Regions from separate parts of the Sus scrofa genome. Here regions 1 and 3 are each linked to region 2. The links are chromatin contacts, called in public Hi-C and targeted proximity ligation maps. All regions are on one chromosome and are shown on one strand. The core of a region is the stretch at or near the end of the contact, and the rest is flanking DNA. Distances in the headings are between cores, read along the strand shown.

Evidence for each region. A called contact is a pair of places that touch in the nucleus more often than the background predicts.
Region 1: a contact with region 2 is called in a targeted proximity ligation map of skeletal muscle. A contact is called at or near these places in 1 of 47 Hi-C or Micro-C datasets (heart right ventricle) and 1 of 2 datasets of targeted methods (skeletal muscle).
Region 3: a Hi-C map of skeletal muscle shows a contact between it and region 2, with 2.5 times the contacts expected there. A contact is called at or near these places in 1 of 47 Hi-C or Micro-C datasets (skeletal muscle) and 1 of 2 datasets of targeted methods (skeletal muscle).

The regions. Positions count from the first base shown.
Region 1 is chr3:86,799,070-86,803,633 of Sscrofa11.1, forward strand. The region is part of intron 2 of LOC106508926 (protein transport protein sec31-like); the gene reads left to right. Among named protein-coding and RNA genes, the nearest start is that of SPTBN1, 17 kb to the left of the region's middle.
Region 2 is chr3:86,618,534-86,623,149 of Sscrofa11.1, forward strand. It overlaps SPTBN1 (spectrin beta chain, non-erythrocytic 1), which reads right to left. Exons shown (of 36, transcript XM_021088218.1): 16 at 4,311-4,616; 17 at 3,292-3,494. Among named protein-coding and RNA genes, the nearest start is that of EML6, 84 kb to the left of the region's middle.
Region 3 is chr3:86,865,547-86,869,914 of Sscrofa11.1, forward strand. All of the region lies in intron 2 of LOC106508926 (protein transport protein sec31-like), which reads left to right. Among named protein-coding and RNA genes, the nearest start is that of C3H2orf73, 56 kb to the right of the region's middle.

The sequences.
Region 1 (4,564 bases), core at 1,867-4,366, 180 kb after region 2:
CTTGGATCTGGCATTGCTGTGGCTGTGGTATAGGCCAGCAGCGATAGCTCTGATTTGTCTCCTAGCCTGGGAATCTCCATATGCCACAAGTGTGGCCCTAAAAAGAGCTCCCCCCCCAAAAAAAATTACAAAACTGACCCTAACCTAATTAAATTACCAGTTAGAAATATCTTCTTTCTTTGGGACCCCATATCACATGTGCACATGCATTGCAACATTTCTCAAGTGTAGGCAATTGGGACTCCAGACCCCCAAGAAACATACCAGCCTCATCTTAAAAAAAGGTCTTCATCTTAGGAATCATGGGAATCAAAATTCTGTACAATTCAGGTGTCTACTTAGTTATGGAGGTGGGTAGGAATTCCATGTTAAGATTGGAATCTTGTGTGAAAGGAAATTTGAGCTGGGTGTCCTGAATTGTAACCTTGGCACCACCCTCCCTGTGAGCTCAGACAAATGACTTCATCTTTTGTCCTTGATTTTTTAAATCTCCCAATTTCTATTCTTGTTCTTTCGTATCCAGAGGTACATGCCATCTGAAGCCTTAGGCACTTTGCATAGTAAATTAGGAATAATCCAGGAAGGAGAAAGAGACCAAGAGACAATTACCTGGGTAGTAACACTAAGTTTCTGCGTAAACTTTGTAATAGGTTTGATGAACCAATGGTAATTATGATGTTTCATGTGCTGCACCATTTCTTACACATTCATACATTTTCTCCTGGCCCTTGAAAACTGAAGTCTTTGTGGAACATTCCATGAATGATCATCAGTGTTACATTCTACTAAAATAACTGGGACCTATTTATAAACCACAGGAAATTGTTCTTGCTCAGGATACAGTCTGAAGAAGTAATTTAGAAAATGGAAAACACTGTCTGTCATCCATATGTTTTCTCTGTCTACTATTTTCCAAACTGGCCTTGAGCATTCCTAACGCTATTCTTTTGCTCATGCTGTTCTCATGGCTTGGAATATCCTCCCCACTTTTCCAGATCCTCATCTTAAGGTTCAACTCAACGGCCATTTTTGGGGTGTGTGTGTGTGTGTAAATTTCTATACCTTTTCGACATGGCCCCTCATCTCCATAACCCAAGGATCTCTTTTTACTGGCAATTGTGATCCACTTCTAGCCCCTAACACTTAGCACTTAAGTGCTACCCTATATTCTCTCCTTTTTACCATTAGGAAAAACTGGGATTTCCAGAGAGACGGTAAACTCTTTGAGAAGAGGATCCTACATGAATAACTAAGATGTCATATAATACAGAGCTGAGAACATGGACATGGACAGTGCTGTTGGTATGAAGTGGTGGTTTTCAAGTTATCTAAAGCCAAATGGAAGAAAATCACAAGAAGCCAATGTGCAAAACAGACGAAGGTGGTCCTACTGTGGGAGAAGTTGGGGTAAAAGTAGGTGCACTGGCATCCTATCAGCTGGCCCCACCCTTTACCTCCTCTGCTTAGGCTCTGGAGCACCCCCAGGGAGCATCCTCCCTTTGTGCCCTGCCCTGTTGGTACCCTGTGTTCTCAGGCTTCTCTGCTGGGAACCTCAGCTTCCTTAGAACCCAAGCATCCTTGTTTCAGTCTCTCCAGGCTTAAGCATAAATGTTTTTGAGCTGAGCTGTAAAAGCTTGAGTTTTAACATGTTACCCACCCTCTCCCAAATGAGTGCATTCTCACAGAGTTTTTCTAAAGAGAATACCTTGATCTGACCCATGGATCCCCAATAAGTCAGCTGGAGAACCCACTGAAACTAATTACATCCAGTCCTTATGCCTGTATTCCCTCATTCCTGCTGCCCAAGCACATTTCAGTAGGAAGGCTTGCAGGATTCAAATTCTGGAGTTCCTTTTAACTCAAACTACCTGTCAACACAAATACATTCTTCCCCATTAAGCAAATATTTCCTTTCTTCTTCTTAATTCCAGTTAATTGAAGGAAGAGAGTAAATAACATTTTTGGTGGAACTTTTGATGATGGTACAAGACACTTCCTATTCAGAGCAGCAGGAGCAGAATGAAGAGTGGCTGTCCTGTCCAACCTTTGACCCTGGCATCACTCCAGCCCATCCCACCCCAGCACTGGCCATCTTGGCTGCCTGTTATCCCTGGCTTCATGTTGCATTCTTCCTCTTCCCTTGATTTGTCAAACTGGATTATTGGAGCAACATGTTCGTCCTTGACTTCACATCCTGCTGATCTCCTTGGATGTGGGGATCCAGTTTTCACTCCAGACCCAAATGGAGACCCTGGTGCTCTTACCTGTTGTTCACTGACCAGTGGCTCTTCCGTGTCCACCTGATCCTGGCCACCTCTGGACACCAGTCCCTGCCAGCCACAAATGGCAAGCCACACATGCCAACTTGAATCTGGGAATAGCCAGGAACCTCTTGCCCGGCTCTGAACTCTCTGTCCTACAAGCCCATTTCCATTCAGTTCCAAACCCTTGTCTTAGCCATCTCACTAGCCTCCTGACTTGACATTGCACGTGTTCTTCCACCTCTTTGACTTGGGTTACCTCTACAAACGTTCACAGTGTTCACCTGGGCCCTCTAGAGCCTTTTGCCTGACCTGCCCCCATACCTGCCCCACTACCTGAAATGACACTCTCACCATCACATTTTAGAACATTCCACTGGCACCTGAGGAGTCAGCATGAGCCAGCCAGGAAAATCCTCTTACAGAGACGGGCTTTTCAATTTTCTTAAATTCACCGTGTAGATCGGGAGATGATTTTCAGAAGGAACTATAACATAGAGGATGTAAATCTGGAGTTTTAGTCCAGGCAAGAAGGAGGTACAAACATTCCCATAAAGGAAAAATGATTTAATCTCTATCCTATCATTCTACCAGATGGGATGAGGCCCGCTGGGAATGTTGGGAAGGAAATGTTTATCGGGAAGATAACAGGATTTAGGACTCTTTTGTTATCCACCTTCCATAAGCAGTCGCTTTTCTCTCCTGAATATTTTTAGAGAGAAAAAAGTGTTGGCTTGAATGCCTAGTGCTTTCTTACGTAATAAAAAAGTCAAGCAAAGGGCACATCTGGGTTCGGCTTGGACTCAGCAGCCTGCCTGCATTATCACAAGTGCTAAGAGGCTCGCCGAACCTTGAGGACTGTCATGCAATTTCTCTCCAAGTTTTATGCCTCTTCCCCTGAAAAAGGGGCCCATCTCAAGGCAGGCCACTATGATGCCTAGCCCCTTGTCGATGTTTCGGCAAGGGTTAAATAGATCGTTAGGGTTTTACTAAATTTGAAGGCAAGATTTACAAACCTAGTTTTTCTTCTAACTGACTATGGGCCAACTTGGTTCCTTTTGCTCATCTGTCAGCTCGTGAGGGTTTAGCCTTTGTAACCTGAAAGATACCCTCCAGCAGTGAAATTCTTCCACTTCATAATAAATCCTAGTTGGCACCTAGGCATGAATTGGAAATCCATGTGAGATAAGACATTCTAGAACTGAATATATTAGTATCCTTCAGCAGTGATAGTAATAATTTGAGTTTGAATGACAATGGGAAGTCATCTTCCCCTCCTATAAATAACCAAGATTAAATGAGACAGTGTACCCATGGGATCACCTAGCATGGAGGGCACAATGCATTTCAGTTTTATAGACATTTCCTATAAAATATTTTGCAAAGTATGTTGTAGAAGTCCTGTTCTTTCACTTAGATTTACCAAGACAATTGGGTCCTAAAAAGCCCATTATAATGTTTTTTTTTAATGTATTCAGGATCCAGTCAAAGATCACACATTGCATGTAGTTACTGGCTCTCTTTAGTTATTCTTAATCTAGAACAGTCTTTTCCCATTTTTCGTAACACTGATAAATTTGAGGAGTCTGAGCTGGTTGTCTTGTAGAAGGTTACACAATTTGAATTTTTGGGATTGTTTCCTCATGTTGAGATTCAGATTTAACATGTTTGGCAGAAGAACTTCTTCAGTGATGTTCATACCATTATTTTTTAAAAACTGCTTTTATTTTACCTTTAATATGCTATCAAATATTACAAATATATGGAGAAACAGAGGGTGGTACAAAATGCCATTCCCAGAAATAACCAGTATTTACATTCTAATGACATATTAGATTTTTTTCCTTGCATATAAAGGCTCCATTTTTCATACCATTTTTGTAACTTTCTGCTTTTACTTATTGCCATATCTTAGAACACTTTCTGTATGAGTACATAGATTTCTACCTCATTTTTTTAGTGGTTTGTTTCCAGTTTTTGCTGTTAGGAACTATGCTGCAATTATCATCATCCATGAACATTTGTCTTTGTGTACTTATGTAAGTGTTTCTAGGTTACCTTCCCAGGAGAAAAATTTCTGGATCAACTTTGATATTGCAAACTTGCCGCAAAACATGATATCAGCAGTTCCCATTGTGGCTCGGCAGGTTACAAACCTGACTAGTATCCATGAGGATACAGAGTCGATCCCTGGCCTCGCCCAATGGATTAAGGATCTGGCATTGCCATGAGCTGTGGTATAGGTTGCAGACATGGCTCAGATCCTGTGTTTCTATGGCTGTGGTGTAGCCTGGCAGCTGCAG
Region 2 (4,616 bases), core at 1,193-3,692:
GATCAAAAATTTTAAAAAAGTTTTTAAAGACTGTTAGTGATTTTTGGACTAAAAGAATCAGTCATCTAAAAATGTGGGTGGGGAAGGAATGTCGAGAAAAGTTCTTCAAGTTCCCAACCCTCAAATTCCAGTCACTATTTGTAGGGAGGTTTAAGAAAAATAAAGTGAACCATCAGAAGGAAGGTAACTTGAGCTGAAGTCAAGGCATAAAATCCAAGAGTCCTGCCTTCAGTCAAAGCCCTTGAACAAAAGATCCCATTCCCTTCCCCGGCATCAGGAGAAAATGCTACGAAGGCGGGGAGGAATCAGTTAAAAAAGGACATGCAACCTGGAAGCTCACAGAAATAATCGAAGTAAAAATAACTTCAAACACTGAGAAAATTCACTAAGAGAGAAATGCCACCAGATGGAACCTTGAATGTATCTCTTACATAATCAAGACTCACACGGGCCCCATGGATTTCCACCTGGACAACTTTTCTCTCCCAGTAGTGCCATGAAGGAAGCACAGGCCAAGGGGTGAGTTAGGGTCCAAGTGACACGGATCGGGAGGGCATGGGGAAGGCCTCTGAGCGATGTGCTCTGTGGCGTGAACAACAGCTACCCAGACAGTGAAGACTGCTGCTGACTCACAAAACCCTGGAGAGAAGTGAGCATGGCTTTACCCAGGGGCTTCCAGAGGAAGTGAAACCCGGGAAGGTCTTTCAAGGCTGGATCGTGGATTTAATTAGAGGGAACTTGACCATCGGTTCCCACAGTGGAGAGGGGAATTCATTACTCTTTCCCCGTAAGGATTGAGTTCCTGGCTTTAGCCGGTCTGTCTTCTGCTGAAGAAAAGCTGTCCAGGTAGAAACCCATGGGGCGCGTGTGAGTCTTGATTATGTAAGAGATACATTCAAGGTTCCATCTGGTGGCATTTATTACAGAGCCCTAATAAGAGCGCTCTCTGTCTGGGGTGAGCTTGCATCTTTTGCTTTCTTCCCATCGCTCACTTCCTACTCCAATCATGAGACTCCAAAGCATCTCCTCACATGAAGCAGATGCAGGGCTTAACTCTGGTTCTTGTGGAAAGTAAGAGTCACAGGTCCTGAATAAAGCGGGTGGATAATTTTTAAGCTTCTTTTTCCTATGTGAGATAGGGGCTGCCTTTATGAAACTGGACACTTTTCCTTTTCTTCCAGGACTGCACTGTGGCTGGAATTTTCCTCTGAGCCAAGAAGCTTGCCTGTTTGCACCCCCGAGTGGGCTTGGGCAGGAGGCGCCTTTCCATCCAGCCGCAAGCACTTTAAGGGCCTCTCACACCCCACCCACACTGCTGAAGAGTTGGTGTCTTTGTTCTAGTATTTTTCATTTCCACAAACTCAGGGGTAATTGACGAGATTTCCGGACCGTAAGCATATTATAATGATTTTGCCTTCTACAAAAATAGCTTCACGGGAACGTCAGAGTGTTTCTGGATGAGGATCAGATCTGAAGGTTTAGATATTTACTTAGCTTGTGCCCTGACACCACCTGGAAAATCAGATTTGTATATTTTTATAACAGACCAGTATCCCCAGGAGTCAGTTTCAGATCTGGAAGCCTCTGGGGATATTAAAGGGAAACCAGAATTTGGTCAACACCAGCTGAGAAAGATAAGAAAATGTAGTCCTTCCAAGGGCAGATATCAATGGAAAGCCCTGTCCCTCCTCCCTTATGGATAGTAAAGGATCTTCTTTCCACGGCTGTTAACAACAGAAATCCTCAGGAGGTCTTGGAACCCCAGGAGCCCCGCTCTGAGTCAAGGGCAAAAGGAAGGTTAGGCCACAACTGAGAGCTGCTGAAATGCTCTCTCATATCCAGGAGTCTCCGGTCCTGACAACACCACCTGTTCCCAACAAGCCCTTGCAGCTGCAGCACCGAGGGACAGATAAACAAACCGAGGAAGCTGCCAGGCAGCTGCATGCCGGCCTCAACACACGTGTCCCCAACGGCCCAGCCTGCCCCCAGGAAACTGGCTGTGTGCACCTAACACCGAGGGATGTGGGGTACCTTGTTTACAAAACAACAAGAGATTTAACATTAGGAGAAAAAGAAATTCTTTTCTCCAGGTGAAGAATGTCCTGCCCAATCCTTGTTTCTCACACTCAGTATGAAGGGTTTGGTAAAGAGATTTTTTTTTTTTTCTTTTTTGGAGCTCTTTTAAAAACAATGGATGCAAGACTATAATTAATATACCTCATACCCTATTCCATAGTACTACCCTTAGAGCACAAGGTTTAGGATCTGAATCGGAGCAGAAGACAGACTGCCTAAAGCCAGGAACTCAATCCTTACGGGGAAAGAGGAATGAATTCCCCTCTCCACTGTGTATCACAAAAAGCTCATCTGGCTCAGGGTCCCAGGAGACCCTCTTGGATGTGGTTAAGTAAGGAATTGCTCTCTGCAAGAAGTTCTTCCTCTTCACTGCACTTGGAGGCCAGAGAAGCCTTGGGGAAGAGCTTGTTTCTCGATGACATCAGTCTCACAATGAGACCTTAAATCCGGCCTAAACTGGGATCAGAAATCAGCTGGAACAGAGACTAGTGGCTGACCCAGATAAGCCACACTCAGACAAGAAGTGGTGGGCTCAAAACCAGCCCAGGCCGGTGCATCCAAGTCAGATCTGCCCAGATCTCCTACTTTAATGGTAACCAAGGCCAAGTGAGAGGGTAAGGGGCTAACAGAGAACACTGGCCTTCAGTTAAGGAGAAAAATCTTTTTAGAGCTGCAAAGAAATAAAATAAAAGCATCTAATCTTAGAGAGACTCCAGTAGAAGGCGGAAAGGGTCTTTGCTCTTATTATGAAAAAGATCCCATTACAGCACTGTCCAAGCCAATTTTCTAAGGCCTGATGATGTTCCTTTGTGGCTCAGCCAGGACAAGCAAACCTTGCTCTCTCCCCACTTCCTCCTGAAGGGCCTCAGAAGAGGCACGTGTGGATAAAGCTGAGTGTGGGCTTGGCTGGGGAAGCGCTTGGCTCTTGAGGTCCTACTGGGTGACATGTTGTGTGTCACTTCTCAAAGCGCACAGCTTACACCACACGGCTGCTCATGTCACACGCCTTAAGGTTAAGGATTGGTTCTATTTCTCAGGCTTTCTTTTCCCGAGTAGATTAAATTTTGCTAGGTGCCCAAATCCTGCCCAATGGGGAATTTATAACCACAGCCCCAAGGACACTGACCAGTGATTCAGACATGTGACTTGAGCCAATGATTCCGACGCAGGAGAGTCCCAGGTTGCAAGAAGCCCTTAAGGACCTCAGGACCATACCTGTCATCGATGGAGTCCACCTTCTCTTGGATGCGATCCGAGTTGATGTTCCCATCGCTCACCAGCCTGCGGCCGGTCTCCACGACTGCATTGATCTTCTCCTCGTTGGCATCCATGGTGGTCATGAAGTCCTCTTGTTTTTTAATAGCTGCTTCAGCCCCTTCCAAGGTGGTGGGCATCTCAGTATGGGCCAAGACATACTCCTTATTTAAAAAGGAAAAAACACAATAGCAGCAGGATGAGAACTCGAACTACAACTCGATTTCAGAATAACAAAAGCGCTCTTTCCTACGTCCTACATTTCCATGCAACATGTCCTTCATTACACTTAAATGAAGTTATCTACGGAGTCAGATAACATAAAGCTGGGAAGGAGAAGAATCCCAGAGGATTAAAAGTGACTGAAATTTCCCTAAGTGGTTAATGGCTCTAAATTTTTTTCCCAAAATGAGTGAGGGACATACACAAAGGCTTGTGCAGTAGCCACAAGGGTCGGCTGGTGTGCCTGTAAGGCAAGAGTGACAGACCTTCAGTCCAAAGCTTTTAAGAGCGATTATCAACCCGATGCTGGTGACCACCCTCAGCTCTTTTTCTTTAATCCCTGCCTTGTGTCACTGGGGGAAGTCCCTGACTCTTAGAACAAGGAAGACAGAACCATTCAGAAAAAAGAAAAAAGAAATCCCCACTGTACCTTTTAGATTAATTAGATTGGATTAATATCCCACAGAATGTTGCCTAAAAATCTAATAAGCTACCAAAAGGACACTCTGTGAACACAAGAGGTCCTCGTCCAGGCTGGAGGAGAACGGTACTTTGCAAGGCAAGACTGCCCCTTTGGAAAACTTCGACTCTATCTCCTACATTGTGATGGGTTTCAGTGCTTTAGAAGTCATGAAATAACAAATGCCTCTTATTTTTCTAATTTCACAGAGGCCAGGTTTAAACCAGCAGCCCAGGTGGGAATGCTTCCAAAGACAGCCGGGGCTATGGGAAGGCAGGTCAGGCAGAGAGGGAGTTACCTGGTTGTTGAGAAAGGCTTCAGCCTGCTTGGTGTCCCGCAGGAACTGCTGGTGGGCGTGGGACTGGGAAAGGAGGTTCTGTCTGTTCTCCCACATCTTGTGGAGCTCATTCCACCCGGTGTCCAGGGCCTGCAGCCGCTGCCGCAGAAACATGTACTGGGCGTCGGTCTGGCCCTGCGTGACCATCTCACCCATGTCCCTCATCTTCTGGTAGTCCTCCTCGTAGTTGTCGATCTCGTTTTTGATGTTCTCATGCTGTGTGAGGAGCTTCTCGGCTTCGGTCAGGGTGTTGGGCATGTCCTCCGA
Region 3 (4,368 bases), core at 480-2,979, 250 kb after region 2:
GACTCCCAGTACATGGGTATATAATTGCTTGAAACATCTCATAATAGAATGAGAAGAAAAAAAAAAGAAAAGATGTTCATTTTCAGCATTTTAAGATCCCATCTGTAAGAATTAAACAGTGTGGAGCAAGAAATGCTCAGACAGAACTATAAAACCAGTTACTATGGAGAGTATAAGAAAAGAGCACGGCAAGAGGCATGTTGCATAGTAAAATGCAAGGTGAGATAATTGGAGAAGAAGCAAAAGAGCCAATATGTAAAACAAATTTTTTATTGAAATATAGTTGATTCACAATGTTATGCTAGTTTCAGGTATATAGCAAATGATAGGTATATAGCAAAGTGGTTCAATTATACATATATGTGTATAAATACATATATTTTACATTCTCTTCCTTTATAGGTTATTACAAAATAGAGTTCCCTGTGCTATAGAGTAGGTCCTTGTTGGTTATCTATTTTATATATAATAGTGTGTATATTTTAATCCTAATGTATCCCTTTTTCCTTTCCCCTTTAGTAACCGTAAGTTTGTTTTCTATGTCTCTAAGTTTATTTCTGTTTTATAAATAAGTTCATTTATATAATTTTTTTTAGATTCCACACATAAGTGATATCATATGATATTTGTCTTTCTCTGTCTGGCTTACCTCAGTATCATAATCTCTAGGTCCATCCATTTTAACCTGATACTTCTGATGTCAAGTGTCTATAAGCCATTGCCTTGGCAGTGGGCAATAAAGTGAACTTGCTGTCTGACATCCTCTTGGGCACTCCTGAGACTTGATATGGAGACTTGATGGCAGGAATGGAAGGATGAAGGATAGACATTGTCCAAGAGAAAGAGACTATCAGGAAGATAAATATATGAGTAGAAACTAAAAAACTGAGGACGTGCCATTCTGGAGAATATGTGGGTACAGACAAGGGGAGAGAAGGTCAGAAGCAGAGGTGGGCAACACCCACCCAACTTAATGGGTAACTTTAACTACTCAGCCATTATACTAAGTCTCCTTTAGCCCACAGACATCCGTGTAGGCCATAGATGCCATGCTAAGGAGTTCTGTTTTCATTCAGTGGAGAGCCACCTACATTTTTGAGAGAAAGGTGGCCTGTTGGGGGCTGTATTTTAAGAAGACAAATTCTACTAAGGTGGAGATTAGTTTCTGAATAGGGGCGGCAGCAGTGGAAATCCTAGAAGCACTGATAGAGCACATATTGTATGCCAGGCAGGCGACACAGCAGGCCCTGGAGGTGCAGAGTGTAGAGACAAATAAACATCAAGTACCTGTTCCAAAGTGACACGCAAACTGGAAACTGGGATGTACAGGAAGGAACAGTTTGTTCTGCCGGGAGTAGGTGAAGGGGGTGCTTAAAGAGGGTGATATCTGAGCTAGGCCTTGGCGGGATTAAAAAAAAATGTTACAAACGTGGGGGAGGTGTGAAGGCATGGGCAGTCTGGGCAGAAGGAACAATATGGGGTACAGGCACAGAAGCATGAACACACCTGGATATCCTGGAAAGAGTGAGTAGCTCCAGGTGTGAGCACAGGGCATTGGGCAGGGGCATGGTTGGTTAGAGGGAGGCTGCCTGGCTGTGACGTTCTTATAAGTCCTTCTGGCAGCAGTGGGGAGCTTGTAGGTTTCCAGCTGAGACTCATCAGACTCAGAGGGGTCTGCAAAGAGCAAATCCAGCCGAAGTACAGAGAATGCCCAGGGTACGAGAAGCTACAGGCAGGCAGGTCAGTTGGGGACCATTGCCTGTGGATTAGTGGATGATGAGTCCTGAGCTCAGTAAAGCAGAGGCAGTGGAAATAGGAAACAGGAAACAGATGGATGAAAAAAAACTCAGTGACTAACCGGAGATGGAATGTGAAAGTCTCTAGCCCATTGGGTAACCTATGATGCCATTAACTGAAAGGCAGAAATAAGGGATGGGGAACTTGGCAGGCAGGGATGAGTCTGATTTGGAACATAATGAGTGTTCCAATTATCTACTGCAGTGCAGTAAATGACCCCAAACTTAGTGGCCAGTGATAATGATCATTTTATTATACACAGTGGGCATGGCACATCTCTGCTCCCCAATCTGAGACCTCCTCTGGAAAGATGGGGATGACTTGGATGGCAGGGACTGGGAAAGCTGGAGTGGCAGGAGCCCCTCCCAAGATGTTTTTCACTCATCTATCTGGCACCTTGTAAGAGAAAACTGGAAGGCTGGGCTCAGCCCAGGAAGGGTAGGAATACCTGCGAGGGGCCTTCCCTGCATGGCAGCCTCAGGGAAGTCAAACTGTTTACAGGGTGGCTCAGTGGACTATGGCCATTTGTGACCTAGCCTTGGAAATCTGATGTCATCATTTCAGCCTTGGTCTATTGGTCTAAGCAGTCACAAGCCCACTTAGATTCAAGAGGAGGGGACACAGACTCCTCTCAGTAAAAATATCAAAAAATTCAGGTCTTGTTTTAAAACCAGCACAATAAGTTTGAGAGGATAAAAATAAGAGCACATATATAAGACATTATTAGACTCCACAGATCATAGCAACTGAGGAAATACTAGGTTAAGGAGGAAGGAAGCCTTGAAGCTGAAGATGCACATGGAAGTTTCCCACATTATAATGTTATTGCTAAGATAAGAGGGTAGGCTTGGAATCCGACTGCATGGGTGTGACCACCAGCTCCATTGCATAGTAACAGTTCAGCCAGAGGCGGGTTGCTTAATATCTCTGAGCCCCGTTTTCCTTATCTGTTACCCCATTTTAATGGATATAATAACAGTAACCTACTTCAAAGAGTTGGTGAGGATTCCATTAAGACGTGTGAAGTTCATGGAACAGTACCAGGTGCACAGCACCCTCAAACATGTTAGCAGCTCTTATTGTTTACCAAGCACTCTACATGCATTATCTCATTCCTTCCTCACTATGACAGACTGATGTAGCTCTTCGTATTATCATCCTAGAGCAGATGAAGGAATGAGAGGTTAGGTGACATTCTCAAGGTCACACAGCTGGCAAGTGACTGAGCTGGAACTCGGAAACCTGCTTTCCTGCTTCCCTAGACTCAGCTTTTCCCATGGCAGCCAGCACAGCTGCTCCCCAGGCAGCAGGCTGCTTGGGCCCACACCCGTGCCCACCCACAGTGTGGGATTAGCTTCCTGGCAAAGCCACTGTATTTCTGGCACTGATGTTGTCCTCCCAAGAGACACCAACACGGCTGCCTCGGCCCTCACCCACCACCAGCATGTCTGAAATTTACTAGAGGCAAGAAGCAGACAACTGTGAAAGCAGGTGTGACTCCTGCAGGCCCCCAGCCTCTCTGCTCAAAATTTCCAGACTGTTGCATTTGCTCTGGAAGGAAGGTGGGGAGGGGTCGAGCCCTTTCCCCAGAGCCAGTAGGAACGTGGGATTGGACACATCAGTGCACCCTCTGCTCCCTTCAGAGCCAGGGCCAGAGCAGATGCCAGGCCCGAATGTTTCCACCTCCTTTCCCAGCCTAGATGGCTGTGGGGCTTTGAGGGTGTGAAAGAAGACAGGCCTAACTTTCCCCTAAAAACCCAACAGAAGCCAGACCCTAGTGAAGGCTGTCAGCCCCTAGGCCCTGCTGCATGGCACCTCTCACTCCATGGGGGCTCTGGCCCAGTTTAGTATTTTTCTCAATCTCAACCCTCCCCGTTTTCCTATTTGGGAGGCTCAAAATCCAACAAGGAAATGTTCAGAACAGTGATGGATTTTTTTTCTTCCTCCTTGAATGGCCAAAACATGGATACATCTGTGAGAAAATGTCTCTCTCCACCCATCAGAGACCATGAAACTGTCTGGAAAGGAATAACAGTGTCCGCTGCTCTGTGTTAAAGGTCATCCTCTAGGCCCTGAGGAATTTTTCCTGAATTACAAAAGAGGCACAGATCAAATGCCTGTCATAACACACTTCAGAAAACAAGGAGCAATCCATTCATCTAAGGAATCTTTGAAAATTCTGCCTTGGGTGGAGTGACATTTGGGAACAATAAAAACAGTTCCCTTGGCAGGCGGCCCAGAGTGTGGCCAAAGCTGACCAGTAGACCGTCTCTCTGGGGATTGGGCCTCACCTCTCAAGGCTTCCAGAGAGTTCCCAAGAACGTCAGGAGCCCTGTCTGGTCTTGGTGGGTCCCAGCCCACCTTCCCCCCAGGCTTCCTCTCCACCGAGCCACAAGAGAAGAGGCCTTGAAAACAGAACTTTCTTCTTCTGAAGACCCAGTGGGACTATTTCACCTTTCCCCACAGTTTAAGCTGACTAGGAGGACTTACCAGGCAGAACTACTAACAGAGTTGTGTCTTGCCAACAAGGTCTTTGGGTTCCAACCCCATTCAGATTCCGAGGCATGGAAT